Regions from separate parts of the Gasterosteus aculeatus genome. Here region 1 is linked to region 2. A link is a contact called in public Hi-C data. All regions are on one chromosome and are shown on one strand. Each heading gives the region's core, a stretch centred on a gene start, on an enhancer-like site or on the middle of the called end of the contact. The rest is flanking DNA. Distances are from core to core; before and after follow the strand shown.

Evidence for each region. A called contact is a pair of places that touch in the nucleus more often than the background predicts.
Region 1: a Hi-C map of tail fin shows a contact between it and region 2, with 2.4 times the contacts expected there. The contact joins the promoter of LOC120810003 here to the enhancer-like site in region 2. A contact is called at or near these places in 4 of 6 Hi-C or Micro-C datasets (skeletal muscle, tail fin and whole body).

What each region holds. Positions count from the first base shown.
Region 1 is chr20:3,320,112-3,325,553 of fGasAcu3.hap1.1, forward strand. It overlaps LOC120810003 (mannosyl-oligosaccharide 1,2-alpha-mannosidase IA), which reads right to left and starts at 3,977. Exons shown (of 12, transcript XM_078094520.1): 1 at 2,235-3,977. The coding sequence starts at 2,801.
Region 2 is chr20:3,250,557-3,256,718 of fGasAcu3.hap1.1, forward strand. All of the region lies in intron 4 of LOC120810003 (mannosyl-oligosaccharide 1,2-alpha-mannosidase IA), which reads right to left. Among protein-coding and RNA genes, the nearest start is that of ifnlr1, 59 kb to the left of the region's middle. Within about 2 kb of position 1,450, at least 1 of the 9 cell types and tissues checked has open chromatin away from gene starts, as enhancers often do.

The DNA.
Region 1 (5,442 bases), core at 2,727-5,226, 72 kb after region 2:
CACCGATCACTCTACCGGTCGTATTTTTAACAATAGTGAACCCAGCTTATCCCTCCCATAAAAAAACATTGCGTTGAAGGCCACATTTTATAATTCATGCCAGATCTCCTCAAGGAAAGACATCTCGGTTAAAAATTCAGCGTGCAAAGGGCATCCCGGGCTTTGCAGAGGCCCGTTTGCTGCACGCTCCTCTCCTGATGCGTGCGACGCTGTGGCGGGCCCGCCAGCGGGGCGCCGGATGGAGCGCCCCCGTCTTGGATTGGTGGAAAAACGGCAAATGGACTCGGCCTCGCGAAGCCCCTTCTTAGTCTTCCACCCACTCGCACTACCCGTCAATCAAACAGTCACCTACTCGCACAACCACGTTTGCACGCGGCAGGGACACGTGCCAACCGGAGGAGCCGTGGACGGGTACGCAGAGCCGGCCCGCTCTACCTCCTCAGAGCTCCCTCACTTTGCTCGGACGCGCTGCTTCGCCGCGTGTTTTAGTGCTGCACCGAAGGTTTGGACACGCGAGCGAATGTAACGGGACATCAAAATGACATGTCGCTTGTTGCCGTCCAGCCTCTTATCCCGGAGCCATTGAGGCAGCCATTCAGCCGCCGTGACCACGCAGGACTACAAATGGGAAGTCGTTTTGAAAAGCTCCCTTAACCCCCGTCCTCCTGGGGGAGAATCAACCACTTAACACGGCCGAGAGGTACGCGGCACATTGGCTTCTTTTGGGGGCAGTATTTCCTGGTGTCCCGTGGAGGCCCCCGGCTAGCGGTGAGCCGCCTTCAAATACACCCCCCCCCCCCCGTGTGATCATAAGGCTGCCATTGTCCCTTGTCTCACCCTCACTTGGCAGTGGGTGCACACGCGGAGGAGGAAGGTGGGGCGTCTGCTTCTCTGGTAGTTGGCGGTTGAGGGAAAAAAAAAAAAAAAGAAACGATGCTCATTCGCAGCGAGGCCGCGGAGGCACTGGAGAGCGAAGCATCGACAGCAGCAATGCATCGTGGGCCGTGGACACGCAGTGAGACCCAGCCGCTGTCAATGGAGGAGGAGGAGGAAGGCGTCCTCAGACGACCACAACACCCACCCCCCCCCACCCCCCTTCGCCCCCCTCAGGAAAAAAGTCACACTGACATTCACTCGAGAGCATCAAAGGAGGGTGAGTCAGTGAGTGCTGGGTGCACGAGGGCAAACAACCCTCACTTATCATGGACCACGTCACCTCTAGGTATGAAGGGGGGGGGGGGGGGGCGGCTGACAGCAGGCTGGAGAGTGAGAGTGACGACGGGACTTATCCGTGTCACATGCCGGGGCTGAAACCCATCTGCCGACGCTGGCCGGCGGCTCGCTCCCCCGCGAGCCTCCCTCGCCCTGAGTGGGTGCAGAGCGTGTGATCCACAGGCGCTGCCGCTGCGGAGCTGTCGCCGGACCCGCGCTGGGGGCCCCAACGAGAGCTGCCACATGCCGCTTCCCTGAGAGCTGCCGGCTAAAGTGTCGGGATCCTCCGCAGGCCTTTTTTTTCCCCCCCGTGAGCGTGCACGCGAGTCGCGACAGACGAAGATGCCGGCGTGACAATGCACGCGATTACGAGTGCAAAAGGTCAGAACGAGTTTGGATCCGATCATCCCTCAAAAGGAAACAAAGTATCCCTCATTCCGGACAGTGAAAGTGCAGCTTTTAATTTGCAGCCGGATTGATAAAAGTAACTTTTGTCTCCATGGCGACGTTAAGATAGAGAAGCCAAACAGAGAGGCAGAGCCGCCGGGTACATTTGGACAACAACCGCTATGATTGAGGGGGATTTATTTCAGCTGGGCAAACATCTGTCCCACTGCTTCTGCGGGGAGATCGTTTGTATTGTCAAAACCGATACAGACGAATCACGTCCAACGACGGAAACATAATTACTTCTTTCAACTGTGCACGCCGGGGTGTTGTTGTTTTTTTAGCTTTTGTATCTGAATGAGGCCGACTGCCATTTATCTGTCATGTTTTGACGTCAACACGTTGAAGCCACAGAAATTCCTATTTTGTTTGTGTGAGTGTGTGTGTGTGTGGGGGGGGGGGGGGGGGTGTTGAGTGATGTCACTTGACTAACTGACACTATCAACCTCAACTTCAATTGTGACTTTAGGCCAGATCTCTATTAAACTTCCAAATTACTAATTACTCAGGGGGGGGGGGGGCAACTGTATAAGTGTGCACATCCTGTAAGAACATTCCACCCACACCATCCTTACCTCTTTGACCTTCTCCCGGCGCTCGTTGGTCTCGGGGTCACTGGGCCGCCCGGTGTCCCTCCCCAGCGGGGGTTTGAGCAGACACCCTTTGAATCGGTCGTAGCTGAAAGTATCCGAGGAGGCGCCGCGGTCGGAGGACGTCGCCCCGGCCGAGGCGGACTCCGTCCTCGACCTGGACGCAGTCCGCTCCTCCTGCGCCCTTCCGCCGCCGGCGGGCCGCTCCTCGGGCGCCTCCCGGGAGGCGGCGGGTCTGCGGCTGAGGCTCTTCAGCTTGGTGCTGGTCTCCCCCCTGGCCGCGGGCACGGCCCGCGCGCGCTCCGGCACCTTGGGTCGCTTGGAGTGGTCCAGGGCATCGTTCTCGGAGCCGGAGCCGGAGCCCACGGTGACCGGCTGCGTCTCCGTCTTGGAGAGAAAAATGCGCTTCAGTCGGACGGAGTCCGGCAAAAAGAAAAGGGCCCCGAAACACAGCGTCACCAAACCCGAGAGGAAGAGCAGAAACACGAACTTCTGGGACAGGCGCAGACCCATGCCCGATGCCGACACACCGGGCAACTTTCGGAAAACCATCGAAAGTTCTCTGGAGACGTCCGTCGCTTTTAGCGGATCACTCAGCGCGTCCCCTCGTCCGGCGGCGCGCGGCGTTTCGCAGCGCTCCTACTGAGCCGCTTCTCCGACGCGCCGGGGCATCGGCGGAAAAACGAGATGCGCGTGATTTCAAAACACACGCCCCCCCACCACCACCACCACCCCCACCCCCACCCCCATTCCTCCCCACCCCACCCCGGTTGGCGCTTCCAGAGTTGCACAAACAGTCACAGCGGCTCTTATCTCGCTATCGATCGTGTCTGCACACGCGGCGGTTTGGGGCCTGCCTGCGCCGACGGTGCACCGATCACTGGACGGTACCGCGACAGCTGCTCTCATCCGGCCCCGGGGGACCCGATCGCCCGTTCCGATCGGTTTTCGGGCGGGGGGGTGGGGGTGGGGGGATCGGTGTAAATCGTGGGAGCAGCAGGGTCCGGCGTTCAACGGGGAAGCGATCGGGTATCGAAGAATAACGGGAGAACTGCAGCACACGCGCGCGCGCCCCCGGATCACTTCGGCGAGATGGAGCCGGAAGGTCTCGCGGTCCGTCGGGTCGGTGAACAAAGTTGTGTGGGTGGATGCATTATTCCGGACCGTTCAATGATGAAAAAATAATAATAATGAAATAAAAAATAAAGAGCTCAGGCGTGCAGCCGAGCATCCGCGTCCCCGGTGCGCGTGGAAAGAGACCCGCGCCGCTGCATCCCGCGCGCAGCCCGTTTAAACGGCGTGCGTCCTCCGTCCTCTATCCCGTACAGCTGGACGGAAACGCGTGTGCGTTCATGTCGCGGTTCGTCTGTCAGCTGATCTTCCTCCAGTAGCTTGCGTTTTCCTCCCCCCCTCCCCTACCCTCCCCTCCCCTCCCCTCCGTTCAGCCTCCCCGACTGGCGTCGACACGCCGGACGAAACGGTTCACCCGGTGGATGACACGGAGACGAGGCGGCTTGCGTCCCGCGCGAAGTTCTCCCGGCACCGGAATCCAGACGCGTGGAAGAAAACACACAAAAAAAAAAAAAAAAAAATCCGCCGTCCGGGTCTCCAGCAGCAGAGGGACGGACACACCGTCGCGTCGTCGCCCCGGTACCCGCCGCCGGTCCGTCGAGCCCGTTAGTGCGCACTCGTGTCGCGGACGTCCGCTTGCGTAAAGGAAGCGGAACAATAGATGCAAGCGGATTAAACGAGGGGGGGGGGGGGGGGGGTAACATGTAGTTAGTGCAGCCACGGAGGCAGGAGAAGGACGGGGGGGGTCAATCCGATGGGTTCTCACACGCACAGTGCGGCCCTTTGCACGCCAGCTGAGAGCTCCGACTCGGTGCTTTTGTGCTTTTATTTTGTATTTAAATGTTTTCAATCTACCTGATGAGGATCCTCCATTAAATATATTATTCCGTTTATTTGATGCAGGTTGATGATCATCATCATCACCACCAAAATGAATATATACACATATTCTGCCCTGACTCGCTCCTTAGTTACGTGATAATTGATTTACGTAACTGTGCTTTTCACACACGTGTCACTCAGAGGATCTGGCCGCCATCTTTGTTCGTTGAAGGAAATTGTTTCATTCATTTTTCATACCAGTTGGGTCGTGATCTTCAAAAAAAACCCACAAGGGGATTCAAGGTTTGTACCTGCAGTAACGACAGACTATTTATCACTTGATGGTCTCTATCAAGTGGAATTCAACCAAAAGACCTCGGGCCTCGGATAAACTACATTTAACTCTTCATGATCTGGGAGCAAACACCTCAATGACCAATAATTCCAAGTATATAAAAGTATCTTATCTCAGCGTCTACTAACTTTTTCCAGGGGCTTTCAGCCTTTTTCACACTGGCTTCTGCAGCGCGTGGACTTAGATCAGTTGCCATGGAGACAAATCAGCTAGGACGCGAGCTTAGAAGTTGTTTCCAGAGAACTCAAGTGCATTGCAGCTGCATGTCCTTGTTTGAATTAGTCCTCCATGCACCGCCCCCCTCCCCCCAGGAAGTTTAGAAAGGCAAGTTTCGCATTATGTTTGCACAAGCAAAACAGAAGCTAAAGTGTAAACACGGTGTTTTCTCAGTATTTAATAAGACGGATGGGCCGGCAGGTTGGCCATTACTGAAGAGCCTGCGCAGCACTATTCAACAAATGCGCCTGAAAGCGGGAATTAGAAAATGAAGGTCTGACCCAATTCAATATTGATCTTTAATTACGAGTCAGGACCCCCCCCAATCCCACCAGGCGGCCCCAGGACACGCTTACAGTCCGTGCATTCAGTGTCATCGACTGACCTCGTCGGTGATGTCTAATGAACTGTTGATGAGCCTTAAGCTCATGACTTCCTCCTTCCTCGGTCTCCTGATCTGTTACTCATTTCAAAATAAAAGCTGGGTGTTTTTACCTTAATTCAGGCCCAAAAGGTTGACTACGATTTTTTTTTCTGCTAAGGCATACATCAAGCACTTTTTAACCCCCCTTTAGTGAAATTCCTCACGCTCACCCTCGGCCAGGTGCTTTCGGGCCCGGCGTGTTGATTTTCAGGCGGTTTGCGCCGCGTTGGACCGCCGCGAAGCCGTCTCCCCGAGCAACCCTGATTGTGTCAGACTGGATGTCTGTAATTTACAGAAGAAAGAAC
Region 2 (6,162 bases), core at 200-2,699:
TGGCTGCAGAGAAACACTGTTCTTTTTAATCATGTGATAATCCAAAGGAATCCTTCCAGGCTGCTACTTATCACAGATTCATTCAGTGGTTGAGTTACTGGAGAGGACGGTATTAAACACGCCGGGCGCTCAAATGCAAGACGTGTGAGCTGCTGGTGGTGTTGATTGCGTGATGGAACCGTAAGGGCGGACGAGTGGAGCGGGGCAACTGACATCCTGCACAAACGGGAACGAGGGTTTTGGGGTAGGGAGCCTCAGCCTGCAGCCGGGTACCACGCAGGCCGGTGGCCCCGCCGTTATGACCATCCTCTTTGATCTGAGGGAAGGGACGTTTCTTCCGGACACTAAAGGGCAAACCAACCGGAAGCCGGAGGTGCTGCACGCACACCGAGGCGGTACAAGCACACGGCAGCGAGTTCGCGCCTCCGTGTATCTGTGCTGACCTTTTGGTCCGGGATCCACTGTTAAAGATGTAATACAGTAACTGCTCTGTGTGATTGGCCTTTCCTTTAGTTTAATGCCACAAATTACCTAATTAGCTAACACATGCAGAAGGTAAGACTGGTTTTAAAAGAAAGTTTTTAAAAGGAAACAGCCGATCCGGGATGTTCAGGAACGTGCTGAGATTCATCAAACTGGGAAATCTATTTTTTTGCGGCGTTGGACACGTTCAGCTTTCAACCTGATGGTGGCGCTGGAGGCAAGGTTCGTTCAATTTTTTCCTTCCACCGGCTTAAACCTATTCCCATCAGTTCAACTCTGCTTTTCCATTTTTCTTCGCCTCTCAGCCCAGCTTATGTAACTGGCTTTGATGGGGGATGGGGGAGTTAGAAAAGGCCCAGTACCCTTCAACCGGCAGGAGAGCAGAGTCACTGTGATGAATATCAACACGCGCTGAACCACTGAGGCTCACATTTATTCAATCGGCTTCCCATATAGTAGCTGACTGTCCTCTGGAAAAATAATAAATCACCTGGCATGAATTTATCTCCAGTATAACAGAGCCCTTTCCACTGGGACACGCGGTCAGGGAGGATATCATTTCTCCGTCGCTGTCTGCAAGCAGCTGATGACTTCAAGCTTTCATTGGATGCTTAAGGTGCATCCAACACTTTAAATGACTTTGAAGAAGGTTTGTTTTAGGAAAACTGCAAAAAAAAAAAAGAACTCCAACATAGCACGGCAGACTGAAACGCTACTAGCACGCGTTGCACTGTTCATGCATATCACGCAGCCGTAACGACTCGGCCGCGCTAGAAATAAGCTAGAGAGAGAAAGGGCAAACATGCAAAAATCCCAACATGCCGATGACAGATGTAACGTATGTAATTGCACCCGGGCGCTTCTGCAAGATCACATTGTGTTTGTGAAAGCAGCGGGACACGGCACCGAGCACATGTGGCGCGGCGGCGCAGGTGCAGCTAACGGTTGGTTAATATCCAGGCCGGAGGAGAGCGGTGCTGCTTCAGCGCAGCTGGAAATTAGGTCAAATTAGGATGGAACATTAGCAGAAGGTGTGGCGGGGGGCCGGGCATCATGACACGACTAAAGCAAAGGAAGTTTTCCATTCCAGGCTCTGGTGTCACAGAACGTCCCTGAGCCCGAGATGCACAATCGCCATTGACTACCATCAATTCAAAAAACAGAGTGAGATGTAAGACGTTGTGCACTGTCCGGGGATGTTTCGGTTTCTTTTTACATGACCCAGGTTTTTCGATTAAGGTGTATTTTATCCATTTGAAAAGGTTTTCTTCACCTTCAGTACATGAATCTTAACCAAGACCATTTAAGGTTAAAAACTGGTTCGGCACTCAAATCATTTGGAACAAAAAGTTCCATTGTTTTCCAGCTCGTGTAGATAAAATCCCTCCTGGGTCTCCTACCAAAACCTCCTTGTTGGTGTCAGCTGACTTCTGTCCACGTCATAATATGCACATGATCAAAGGTCATAATAAATCCCTGTAAAATCCACATCCCGGCGTGGACATTATTTTCCCGCAGGAACGAGCGGCGTCTCTTTTTATTCCTGGATGTCAAGTTGTGATGGACGCACAGTGACATCAGCCGCATTACGATGATCAAAGCGTCCGTTTGATCCGCAGATTAAAGTTCAAACCATTGAGACAAACTTTGCTCCTCTGGCGATACGACGCGGCACTTTCCGCAAACTAACCCGACAACTGGATGGGCCTCGGCACTTAATGTGGCGCGACAGGGAGGATAAAGAAACTGCACTTTTCTCAATGTGATATGTGTGATAATAACATGGTCTGTGTGTGAGCGCTCTGCTGTGTTGTGACCCAAAATAAAAACCACATTTGGCGGGCAGAACTGGGTCACCCGAATTAGAGGGGAAACAACATGGAGCGGCGCAAAACATGTAACCCCCTCCTCTACGCCTCGCGAAGGCACCACTTAAAATGATGGTTTTATGCGACGCCACCGGGACGTGAACAAAGATTAAGCTTCATGAAGGGGAGGGAAACAAACAAAGCGGGAACCTCACAGTGTTTTGCGGCTCTCAGAAGACCGAATTAGACTCCTGACGTGTCGTTTTTTTTTCCTCCCAGTTCCCGGGAAGCAGCATCCGTGAGCGGCGAACGCTCATGAGCACGAAACGCGATCGACCCCCGGATGGAAATAAGCCGGTAACAAGATGAGAGACCCGTTTGTTTCCTCCCCGAAGGACAAGCAGCGGAATTTCAATCCCCAGAAAACACGCGCGCCTCGATCTGCGGCTTTGACCTTTCCCCCCCCCGAGCAGGTCGAGAAGGTTTAGAATGTGCATGCTACCGATGACGTGGAATAACAAAACGCGGCGCTTTCTTAAAAACAGCGTCACGGTTTAATCTCTCCGGTCGTAGCCCCGCCCCCCTCCCGCCTCCTCCGGCTTTGCGTTTCTCTTTCGTCTCCCTCCGTTGTCTCGGGCCACGCTGTTCCCTCTCCGCCTTCTCCTTCGCTTCTGCCCGTCTCTGCCTTCGCTTCTCGCTGCCGCTCTGCGCATCTTTCATGCCTGGGAAACCGTCTGTCACACATGGGGGAGGACCAATGACGGGGAGGGGGGAGTCTCAAGGCCCTTCCACACTGAAAACCCGAAGCTACTCCTCTGCAGGCTGTTTGCTTGAACAGGTTAATGAAGCTGGTTTACAGCAGCTGTCCCAAAGCAGCAGCACGCTAACTGTTTGTATGAAACGTGGACGTGCACGTCTGTTACACGCAGACGGTGGTGGGAAACTCCATCAGACCGCAGTACAGAGAAATGATAATGAGATGTTCCTGAATGATGGATTGTCACTGAACAAACCTGTGGAATATTATTGACAAGTCCATTATAAGTGAAGTGGGTTTTTTTTTTTAGTCAGGACTCGCTGAGCCGCCATCTCATCGTGGTTAAATGTCTCTTTTGATGCATCGTGCTGCTGATGACATAATTGTGCTTTGCATTTAACAAAGAGTTATTTCTCGAGTTATTGGCCTGGATAAGGAAAGATAATATAAATGCAAATCTACTTTGTGACAAAGTTTTCCTAATTTGTCTTTTTGACAGAACTTTTTTTTTTTTTTTTTAAACAAAACCAATGAGCCTCTTATTGGGAATCATTGTGTGTCTTTATTTAAATTAATGATGTGTTTTCATTTAACGGGAGACTCCTACATTGATTCTAGATGGTCACACTGTTGTGGATGAACAGCGCGCCGCGAAAAAGGAGACGAATGCGTTTTCTTTGAACCCCTTGTGCCCCCCCAGGAAAACTACTCATAGCGCCTCTCATACTCTCCAACTCTCCCTGTGTCGCGTCCTCATGCACTCCCACATTTGCTGGTCCTCCCCCACCTCCCCCACCTCGCTGATGAGCATATGAACACGTCTCTCTCTCTCTCGGCCCACAGGCCATTTTCACACTAGGCTGATTGAATCCCCCCCCCCCCCCCCCTTTTTCCCTTCAGTGTTCTCTGCTCTTGCTAAGGGATGGAGATGACACCATAAGGTCTCACCACCACACACATCTGGGTGCACATAAATGCCGCGGCAAACACACACACACACACACACAGGAGAGCGCGTTGTCGTTCGCAGTTGGGAAATTGAGGTTGCGGTGACGTGCTGTACAAACACGGCTGTTCCTCTGTGGAGGTGGAGACAGGGGCTAATTGAATATATGAAAGCACCCGAAAGGACACGCACACGTGTGCACGTGCAGCAGTGCACACTGCAAACATTTCCAATATAAGCGAGATCGTGTGATATAAACACACAGTATCTAATAAATCTACACCCAATCGCATGCAAATTATAATATTCAAATCGCTGTTGCAGCAGTAAACAGAAGATTCTGATTGAGGAAAATGATAATGAGATATTCGCGTGTGCCAGAATTGCCTCGTTTACTCCCGAATTTTGAATCGAAAGACAGTCGACCGCCCTCAGGTGTGGACAAATGTCCTTACAGGTGGACCCGTCACAGAAGGACACCCACATCTGACAGCTGCTGTCCCGTAATCGCCTCCTATATTAGGGCCATTTGGCCCGGCCAGGAGTGTGTGACGGCGGATGATGAAGGAGCGTCGGCCTTCCAGGCTCGCCGGAACAAGACGTTTGACTCGGAGGGACGTAAAGTCTAACCGCCGTCCTCCCGGGGGCCCCCCCCCGACAAAACACCCGTATAAACAGTGCGCACACGGGCAGTCAAAACTACAGGAAGTTATTAATGGTCAGGTGTTCCGCTGCGAGCACTTCCCCGGCAAAGCTGCATCCCGCGAGGAGCCACAATCAGCCCCCCCGCGCTCGCTCGCTCCCCGGCAATCATTCACAGCGGCACCAGCTGCCCAATGTCCTCCAGGACAAACCGGACAGGCAATCCCGTAATAGTCTTCCTCGCTGTATCTCGCTTGATTTAAGTCGGTGCAGCAGTGACGGACCTTCAATCAGTCGGTTTTATCATCCGAATGGAGCGTCAGACTCCGAGGAAAAGACCCTAATGGGAGGAGATGGGGGGAGGAAGGGGGAGAGGGGGTTTCAGGTGGCTATAAATCTGCCGCACAGGGACCCTTCACCGGAAAGCACACAAGCGGGAGCCCGGTGATGGATAACCCTGCCGGGGTAAAGGGTATTGATACATCCGTCAGAGGCGCCGCGCTCCGCCGCTCGAGATGAAGCCCAAAGGTGCGAACGCAAGGAGAGCGAAAGAAGACGAGGACGTTGGGAAGTTAGCTCGGCACAATAACGTCCCCCGGCGCGGGTTGGATTCGGTTGCATTTCCATGTACGCTTTGGTTATATTTTGCGCTCGGCGGGACAGAAGTCTGAGCTGTTTCCTTATACACAAAATGTCTCAATCCCACAACGATCGCCGCGGTAACGCCGACGCGTCTCGCCACTAAACATCAAAAACCAGCCCAGCAGTCACAACCGACGAGGCTCCCAATCAGTGGATTCTTTGTGGGCCACTTGGGGTGCACCAGAGAGGAAAGTGTACGCGCACAGAGCGTAATCGGACCCGACAGACCCGTCTTTCACCCGTCAGCTCTCGTGGCTTCGCGGTGACTCACGTTTTTTTCAGGCCACGATTCATTACGTCCAAAAACTGGACTAGAACTAAAACTGTAGGATTTGTTCTCCTCTATTTCTACCGATGTGTGAGGAAGTTCACCGATTCTTCTTCACCGGGACCATTTGGCGCCAACGTCCTTGTAGAAGCCATTCCACTACATTTGTATCGTGCACAATGAAACTGCCTTTTCTGTTGATTTGATTGATTTGTGATGATGTAATGATGACGTCAGGGGGCGTCGGCTATTTAAATGTCACCTGAGTAAGGCCAGGGGTGTTTTCTATTTCGAGAGCGGAAGGAGATATTATTTTTGACTTGTTGTAGGAGCCTACGCATTACGCATTGAATTCTCCTTTTATTTTGATTGTGATTTAGGTTGTTTTTGCCGAACAATAAATAAAGAATTTTGAAGTGACAATACGAGCAAATGGGCGTTGATTTTACCGACCGCTCCTACAGTCCTCGTGCGAGAGAGATAAGAGCTTCTTTGCGCGCGCACACGTTCATATTAGACGATGTCATTATTGCCGTATGTATAGAACTCATGCATGGACCAGTGAATAACATAGAAGAACATTTTCTGCGTGGCATTAATGTGGGATAATGGATTC